Linked DNA regions of Columba livia: region 2 is linked to region 1. A link is a contact called in public Hi-C data. All regions are on one chromosome and are shown on one strand. Each heading gives the region's core, a stretch centred on a gene start, on an enhancer-like site or on the middle of the called end of the contact. The rest is flanking DNA. Distances are from core to core; before and after follow the strand shown.

Region 1 (4,601 bases), core at 1,477-3,976:
TTGTTTTTTTCTTTTAGAGTGAGAAGAAGGTGAAAACGACAGTACTAACTGCTGCCCTTTTACTGTCTGGAATCCCTGCAGAAGTCATTAGTCGCTCCATGGACACCTACAGCAAAATGGGAGATGTTTTCACAGACCTTTGTGTCTATTTCTTTACTTTTATCTTTTGCCATGAACTTACTTTGGTTTTTGGTTCTGAATTACCATGATGGCTGTAGAATTCAACACGATAGTTACATTAAAGCTTTCTGGACCGTATTCCTTTAATGTCTGACTGTGCAGACAGATTTAAACCTTCATTAAAATTCTTACCTGTTCAAATGCTTGAAAGGAGCCATTTTGGGAAAGGTAGAGCAGGTTCCCAGACTGCCAGTTGCATTGGTTCAGTTTATTTAAATACTGTGTCTGCCTGTTATAAATGTGAAGAATAGGATGCAAGTGTCAGTGGATTATTTATTTGGTTTAGTTAATGCTGCTCTTCTCAGCCTCCTTCATAAACATTTACAAAGCTGCCTTTGTTCTTTTCAGCGAGAACAAAGAGAATTCCTTTCAGCAGAACTATATATATATATATGTATATATTTCTCCAGTATCACTATAGCTAATAAGAACTGCTCATTTTGTGTTGTTCCCATTTTTTAAAAAAGTTCTCGATAAAAGAAATTCCTGTATTATGTTGTTCAAGTTCAGACTCTTGAACCAAGTAGCTGCTTCTGGAGAATGTTGGTGAAACAGGCCACTTGGTTGTCCTAATCCTTGCCTTGCTATACATCATTTGTTGTGATTGTGATTAATTTCATTTGATGATTATAATGCAAAACCAACAACAAAGTTCTGTTGCTTACAAATGTCATTAATCAAAAAGCAGGAAGAAACAGAATTGTTAATCTCACCTGTTTGTGGGTTTCCAGCAGCCTAGTCCTCCTGTAGCTCACACGTATGTTTTCAGTCTGATGTCTTTATTTTAACAGTTCATCTCATGAGGAGAAGCTTGTATACGTTGGCAACCAACCTGCAGCATCAGTTGGTTGCTCTAGAAAACATAAAACTGCCAAGGGAAGGAAGTACTTTGTTTTTTTTGTAGCTCCTTCCCAGATTCCATAAGACAACCTTTAATATGACACTAATTTCTGCAGATTGTTTATTACCAGATATTTGCATGTAAACAGGATCTTAATTGCGGAGGAGTTCTGCTCCTGCTGTGTAATACTACAAACCAACAGCACACAGCCTTTGGTTCAGCAGAGCTATTTACCTTTATTTTTTTGGTGTGTTTTGGAAATTAGCGCAGGGAAATCATAGTAGCCATTCCTCTTTAAATCCTAAATACTCCAAGAGACAGTGAAATAAAAACCAGTGCTTTGAGTTGACTCCCACATGAAGATCTAAGTATGAAGGGACACTAGTGCTTTGTATTTTGTTCTGTGGATGTCCAGCCACACAGGTGAAATAATGACAAATACAGATGGGTCCTGTCACTGGACACAGTAAAGTAGCAACTGCTCTAGTTTTCAATCTCATGAATTTTGCACACTGAGAGGAATGTCATTCCAAGTAGCTTAAACGATAATCTGTGAAGATTTCTATTGAAGCTAAATTTGCTGTTATTTTCAACTTGCAGTTTTCTGTTTAGAATCTGGACTTTCAGATAATCTAGGCCAATGCTTTTTTTAACATAGAGAAATACCTATTTCTGTTGGTATTTGCGGAAGTTTTTTGGGGAGCATAAACCTTTAATTATGCCTCTTTAAAGCAAATAGCCCTGCTTTCTGCTTAATCTTCTCTGTTAAAGCTTCCTGATTTAATTTTAGCACTGCATTTCTAACCCCTAAGTTAAATATATGTTTGTTGCATGAAAACAAAAAGCCTGTGTTTTGATTTGACAATTTTCTTTTTTACTGAATATTTTCGGTCTGTATCATGTTACAGTTGTCCAGGGCTGCGCTGCAGAAGATTCTGACTTAGGTCTATTAGCACAAATATTGATTCGGAAGCTTTGCATTTGTATTAGGAACTTCAGCGAATTGAAATAGCTGCCATTTAAATTAAGGTTGAGATACGTAAATGAGTTTGCTCAAAAGTTAGACTTGTTCTGACCTTATTTATATGCCCAAATGTAATACAAATAAATTGCAAAAATACTGGCTACTAACATCTGCAAAGGCAATGGTTTTTTTTAATCCTCAGTGTGAAGATTTCAATCCCAATGAGTGAAATGCTGAGAAAAGAGCTGTCCCACCTACTATGTGTTCACTCAGCCCTGCAGGGAAAGCTGAAGTGGGTTTTATTCTCAAGCAGTGACAGAAATCTTGCTGTGAGACCTGACCTGGAACTTTTCAGTCCATAAACACTTAGTTTTGTCCGACGAACTCAGAGTGAGCTGGAGGAAACCTCCCTGGAACCGGCAGGGCGCCAGGAGGGGCAGCTGCTTCCTCACCTTTGCTCAAGGAATTTGTCCCTTTTATTCCGTTTTAATCTTATTCTGTTCATGTACATAATTATATTTTAATGTTTCTTGCCAAACTGATTGTTTTCTATTAAAAGTATGTTTGTTACCCCCTTCCTTGGCGGTTTGTCCTGTCTGGGGAGGGGGTTGTAGCTCCGCACCGGGAGTCCCGCCGGGGCAGCCCGGGCGGTTGCGACGGGCGGGACTGCCCGCGCTGCCCGTTCCTGCCCGCTTTTTGCTGTTCCGGCTCTGCGTCCTCCGGCCGCCAGGGGGCGCGGCAGGCGGGCGGCGGGCCGGAAGCGGGGGGGCGGCAGCTTCCCGCCGCGCCTCTCATCGTCCCGGGCGCTGAGGCGCGGAATGGCCGCCGCCGTCTAGAGCAGGGCCCGCGCCGCCGCCGCCGCCATGGGCCGGGAGTCCAGGTGAGGGCAATGGGGCCGCTGTCGCCGGCTTGGCCCGCGCCAGGGCTGGCGGCTCCCTCGGGCGAGTGCGGGTGGCTGCGTGAGGGGGAACAAAGGGCGGCGGCGGGCACGCTGAGGGCGGCGGCGGGGCCAACACGGCAGGGCCCGGGCATGGCGCGGGGGGCGAGGAGCTCGCTCTGAGGTGGATCGGGGCTCCGGGCCGGGCTTCAGGGCCCGTTCCAGCCGCCCGGCCGAGGCGCTGTGAGGGGCTCTGCGCTGCCCGTTCCGTCCGCCGCTCGGAGAAGCCGCTGTGGCCGCGGGCCCGGAGCCGCTCGGCTTTGCGCGGGGGGACGCGGGGACCAAGCGCCTGGTTGTGGTGCGGGGCATTGGCCCCCCCGAGCCCCTCCGGGCGCTGCCTTTCGAGAATGAATAGCAACGGCATCATTAGTCGGGTAGCGTTTCTGACCTGGATTAGACGGTTTTGCTGGTTCTTTTGAAGTTTATGCAGGATCACGTGTCTCTCGTCCTCTCGTAGCTTGTACAAACACCTGGTGAGGTGCTGTAATTAACTCAGCAGTAACGGGATCGTGCACTTTTGTGTGTTTCGGGTTAAGCCCGTGCTGCCAGATGATTTGGAGCTGCTCACATCTATCAGGCTTTAAATCAACTCCGTAGTTTACAAGTGCAGTTGTGGCATATGTCTCTATTTCCTAATTTAACTATCAGCTTTTAACTCTGCAGCTGTGACAGAATAGTCCCTGCTTGCAGTTGTCCCCACACTGTAACAGCCTCCTTAGATCCATAACTGAGATTTATACTGAGAGGGGCAGATGAGCTGAAATTTTAATAACTGCCTTAGGTTCAACTTCATGATTCGGTGAAGAGCTGGGCCTCCCCATAGATATGTCTAAATTAGTTTTGAACTAGCTAGCGAATTAATTGTTGCCAGCAGGACACCACTAGAGACTCAGGCTGCAAAATCTCCTGGGAACTGAATGCCAAAGTGCTGGCACTCCAGTGAGCAGGACTCCCTTGTTTATCACAGTTCGGCCACTCTTCTGATAAATACAAGGTTTTTTCTGTTTGGGCTAAAAATAATGTAAGAAGTGGGTTTCAACTTGTATTAATTTTCTATTTGAATACCTACAAAAAGTTTTAAAAGTGAAGAAATAGGAGGGTGAGAATGAATTGTGGGTGGAGATGAATTGGGTGGGCTGCATGTGCTGGAGTTGGAAATATGCATCAGACCAGGGCTTTTGAAACCTGAAATCATACACTCAGTTTTATTGCACGCTGTAGAAGAAAATGTAAAAAAAATAAAAAGTTTAGAAAAGGGGGGAGTATGGAGCAGATCTCACGACATTTTGTGACAGAGATGTGAAAGAAATTAGAGATACTAACACTGACAGATGTGTTTTGCATTCAGTTATACTGCTGATAGGCAGTACATGGATATCATGCTGCTACTGTACTGATTCCAAATGTACATGATACCTAAATATACCACCTTGCTGAAATAAACAGTATTATTTTTAGTGCTGATACTGGTGTAATATAACCCTGGGTGGCAACAGCGGAAGGAAAAGAAGGAGGTGTGGGGCCTGAAGTCTTGCCCTTGGTGCTTCTTCCTGCCTGCTAAGCCTGTTGGGAGAAGGGGCCTGCGAGTCCTGGGCTGTGGGAGGGCGAGCAAGAGAGTTATTCTGACTTGTTTGCTGAAAATCGGGAATTGGAGGAAGAGGAGATGGTCGTAGTCGAGG
Region 2 (4,601 bases), core at 1,083-3,582, 200 kb before region 1:
CCAGGGCTCTGGAAGGTGGGCTGGGAATCAGACACATTGGATCAATACACTAGCTGCGTCCAGCTCTGCTGCTGCGTAGATCAAATAACCCCCTGATTCTCCTCTTCACTGTGGCACTGCTTAGTGGCTCCTATATGGGAGCTGAGGATGAGCAAAGCAATCATTTTTTTGCCACATGAAGTATTGTCTCTCCTCAGCAGCTGCTGTAATGAATGAGAACAAAAACAGTTTCTAAACGGGGACTTGGCTTGTTCATTTCCCTAATTTTGGAGTCTTGGGCTTGGCTGATGTTAATATAAATAATTCTTCCCAGAGGGACACGGCAGCATGAGAGTGACCTGGAAAAAAAAAAAACAAAAAACATAGAGGTTACTGGGAGGATGGGTTATTTTAACAAACAGGAAAACAAGTAGTTTGGTTTCACTGTTACTTCTCAAGCTTCTCATCTCACAACAGGACAGTTACCTTAGAAATGCATGGGGTTTGCAAAGTGCTACACAAATGTTGTGTGTACTCGAGTATTACTACAGAATGACCGTGCTGCAAAATGCTACTTCTTTATTTAATGTAATCCCTTAACAAATATCACTTTTGAGGGAAAAAATAGGGATAAAACTGAATGTGAAACAACTTTCTGATCAGAAAGTTATTGTATATGTTTCAGTACTATTCAAGAAGTTTGTAGAAAGAAAACATTCATTCATGTTCTAGACCTTGGCAAGGGCAGAGCCTCTTATCACTACAGTTGGGAGTGATTTTTTGAAATTATCGCCAATTAACTCCATTTTAAAACCTGCACGTGCCATACAATCAACAGAGCAGAAGTTGCAATTAGTTCTTCAAAGGAAAAAAAAAAAAGGTTTCCATTTATTAATAAAACTACCAGCCACACCTATGGAACTGCCAGATAGGATTAAAAGGAAAACTTTCTGTTCAAGAACATCAACACACTGTTCCCAATGTCACTGCTGAGCTGTTGTTGAAAAAGTTCCGAAGACAGGTGGAAACAACATAGGATTTGATTTAGTTCTGGTGTGGTGCCTGCTGTTTGGGGTTTGCTTTGTGTTTATTCTCAGTGCAGGTCCTGAGCTTGGAGTCTGGGGGGCTTGAGGGGCACTTGATGTTCAAAGGGCAGAGCTGCCCCCGGGGTAGGGGGTGCTAGAGCACCTGTTAGGAGTGAAATAATGAATGTTCCTAAACTGCTGTTCATTATTTATACAGGTCCAAGCTTGCACTTGTTTTTTACAGTCTGCCTTCTCCCGTACGAATTAGCTGGAGCTAAATATAAACTGTATAAAGCCAGAGGAGCAGCAGTGGAATGTAAGATCCAAATGTCCATGTGATGGGAGGAGGAGGAAAATCCAGCAGAGAGAGTTGTTTGTTGGGAACCATTTCTGGCTAGTGTGGGGAATAATGTTTTAGTGGCTGCAGAATGACAGTTTCTTATTACATTCCCTTGCAGTATCACGCTTTACGTGAATTCCTGTGCTTATATCTCACTTTTAGCATCTGAATATTTTCACGTTGGGATAAAAAGTGTTCAGAGCATAAGACCTTGCAGGGTGAAATCCTGGTAAAAGGTAAAAACCAAGCAGCACTCGGGTCAGCTGTGTCTAAAGTAACCTGTGTCAGTGGAGCTGCTGCAGTGTGGGTTTGGCATGAACTTGGGCAAAAAGCAGCTAGGAGCTTTGTGCTAAATTAAACCCAGGATCCAAGCTTTTCAAGCACATGGAGAGCCGGGGGCAAAAGAAACAGGCAGAGGATAAAGAATGTTTATTTCTGTCACTTCATTATGAGTCTGATGATGTTTTGACCTCCTTAAAATCTTCTGAAGGAAAAGCAAGGAGGCACATGTAGTCACACAAATCCAAGTTCTGGGGCTAACGTCCAAGGCTCCACAAAAGAATTAGGTCATGACTTCAAAGAGATCTGCTCGAGTCTGTTGGAATAATAGGATTAAAAAAACAAATATTAACATCCCTGCCCTGGTTCCCTATTATTCCCCTTCAGCGCATAAGCCAAGTGGGTACAAATATTTTTGTAAAACGATTTCTCACTCCTTGTGCCATTTCAAGTTTGAGGTTGTTCAGCAGCTCCAAGTTAAAAGCAGAATGTTGCTGTTTCGCCCTTGCCAAAATCTGCTTTCTTTAAGCCCCAAACTGTAATTAAACCAAAACAAAACTGTATCTGCCACAGGGGTGATGGAGCCGGACTCACGGAGCCGGGTACGGCAGGGTCCGATACCGCAGCCTTTTTGCGGCTGGACGTGCGGGGGTACCGCGGGGAGCGCTCACGGGCCCGCGGAGCTGCGCAGGCGCCTCCCCCCACGGTGCGGTGCGGTGGGCCGGCCCGGGTTCAGCCGCCCCCCCGGAGCCCGCGACGTCGCCCGGCCCAGCGGCGCGGCCCGCCCCCCGCGGAGGGAGACGCCATTGCGGGTTGTTTGTGCAGGCGGCGGTGGAGGGAGGCGGCGCTGCGGCCGCGGACTCTTTCCCCGCGGCGATCATGTCCACCCCGGCGCGGCGCAGGCTGATGCGCGACTTCAAGAGGTGAGCAGGACCCCGGCATGGCGGAGAGCGGGGACTCCCCCTGGGGGACGGAGCCGGCGCCGGCCCGGCAGTGGGGGAAGCGTCGCTCGGCCGTGGGCCTGACCCGGCCGTTTGCGGGGCTCGGGCTCGGGCTCGGGCTCGTCCGGGCCGGGGAAGCCGTCCCCGCGGGCAGCGGCGAGGAGCTGCACGGGGGCGGCGTGTCCCGGGCCGTCCCTCCGGCCCCGCTCCTTTGTGCCGGGGGGGCTGGCACCGAGTCCCCGTTTCCCGGGTCTTCCCTCGCTGGGTGCCGCGGGACCGGAGCGCTCCGAGCCGGCGGCTTCCCCCATCGCCCTCTCGGGGAGCGGGGCTGGGAGGGGGAGCGGAGGATCCTGCCCTGCAGGGCCGGCTTTGTGCCGCCCGCCTCGCCTGTGCGTCGACGGCTGGGGGCGTCTGAGGATAAAAGTTGAAGCGGAGCCTCCAAAACAAGGGCAGGGCCCGGCCGCCCGCACAGGGAGGGCCCGGGGCCGGGGAGCCTCCCCGCGGGCGGTGGGGCGGGGGCTGCGGTGGGTGTCGGGTCAGGTGTGAGTGTCCGGGGGTGCCCTTGCCCTGGGGGGCCCGGCGGTGCGGGGCCGGGTGTTCGTGCCGTGCCCCCCGCTGCTCCCGCTCCTCGCACAAGCTTTGGCCCCGTGTTCCGAAAGGACCGGGCTCTGCTGGCGCTTGGGGCTTGCTGGGCTGACGAGCTCTGGAAACAGGCGCAATTCGGGACGGACATCGGAAAATGAAGCGCAAAGAATTAGCAAACGCTTGATTTGTCTGTATGTAATAAAAAAAGTAAGATGGCCTTTAATGTTTTTGTGCGCATGCCATTCTAAGGTTTTCAATCAAGACTCTCCTGTATAACATACACAAACAGCTGAAGATGCAGTTATTAGTTGCACTCTTTTAAATGTTAATGACCGAACCACAGACTGTAGAATAATTTATTTCCAGTCTCACATGTAAACACACTTAGAATAGTGTGGAAAAAGGTGTGGGGGTCTTTTGTAAGCTTTGCAATAATGTCGTATGATTTCCCTGGACCGGAGTCGCTCGTAAGTTGTTGGAGGTGAGTCAGCTTTGATAGTGACTCTTTTTTTAGCGTAGCTGTGTTAGACCAGTATCTGAAAATACATCAGTAAACAGTTGACGTGTGGTGTCGTTGCTTTACGTGACTGCATGTAAAACTGCAGCTGTAAAAGCCTGATTTGTGACTCTACCGAAAGCTGGAGGTTTTTGAGATGTGGAGCCTGTCTCCTCTGTTGCGTTTGGGTGGTGGCGTTTGCTGAGCAGGTGTTGCTTGACTCCTGTTCAAATCAAAGGAGGATACTCAGTCTTTTGTGTTTGGTTACACAGATGACATGAACCAGTGTTTTTCATTTTTTTTTAGGGTGAGGAACTAAGTAATTTTTCAGGATTGCAATCAGACATGTTTTTTGTGATTATATAATCTTAGAAGGACTGGTTTAATAACTTTGAAATGTAAGGTGGCGAGAAGACGTGATAGCTGTGGAAAATTATAACTAAACAAACACAAAGTAAATCAAATTTATTTATCAAATGCATGACAGCTTTAATACCCCAAAGCTTATGCAACATCTTTACATCATTTTTTTACTTTTCTCCTTTCTACCATAAGTTATTTTTGTTTAGCCTTATATTATTTGTATAATACCTAATACTGAAAAAGCAGACTGTGTGCTCTGAACTCTGATTCACTTTATTAAATACAAACTTATTTTGCATACTGTGATTGTTGAGAGCAGTGAAGAGAGAAACAGCTCAACAGATTTTGTATCTCGTATAATTTGTTGGACTGAACCGAAAGAAAACCAAGTTAATTAATTTTTAGTTTTTGCTGTTGGAAAAGAGGCTCTGAACACATTTTCCCTGGCTGTTAAAGATTTCCAGGCCCCGTTCTAATCAGTCTAATTTCCAGTCCTTGCCACAACCTTTCAGTAGTTGGAGCCTTTGACAGCAGGGTGCATGTGAGCTTTTTAACTTGATCTAAAAACCAAATCCATCCTTCAGATACATTAG

Evidence for each region. Hi-C and Micro-C count contacts between places; a contact is called where the count stands out from the background.
Region 2: a Hi-C map of crop shows a contact between it and region 1, with 2.1 times the contacts expected there. The contact joins the promoter of UBE2B here to the promoter of DDX46 in region 1. A contact is called at or near these places in 2 of 2 Hi-C or Micro-C datasets (crop and liver).

Annotation. Positions count from the first base shown.
Region 1 is chr14:10,086,151-10,090,751 of bColLiv1.pat.W.v2, reverse strand. It overlaps DDX46 (DEAD-box helicase 46), which reads left to right and starts at 2,726. Exons shown (of 24, transcript XM_065029963.1): 1 at 2,726-2,865. The coding sequence starts at 2,849. CAMLG (calcium modulating ligand) reads left to right here. Exons shown (of 4, transcript XM_065029969.1): 4 at 18-2,562. The coding sequence ends at 209.
Region 2 is chr14:10,287,563-10,292,163 of bColLiv1.pat.W.v2, reverse strand. UBE2B (ubiquitin conjugating enzyme E2 B) reads left to right here and starts at 2,332. Exons shown (of 6, transcript XM_065029992.1): 1 at 2,332-2,546. The coding sequence starts at 2,503.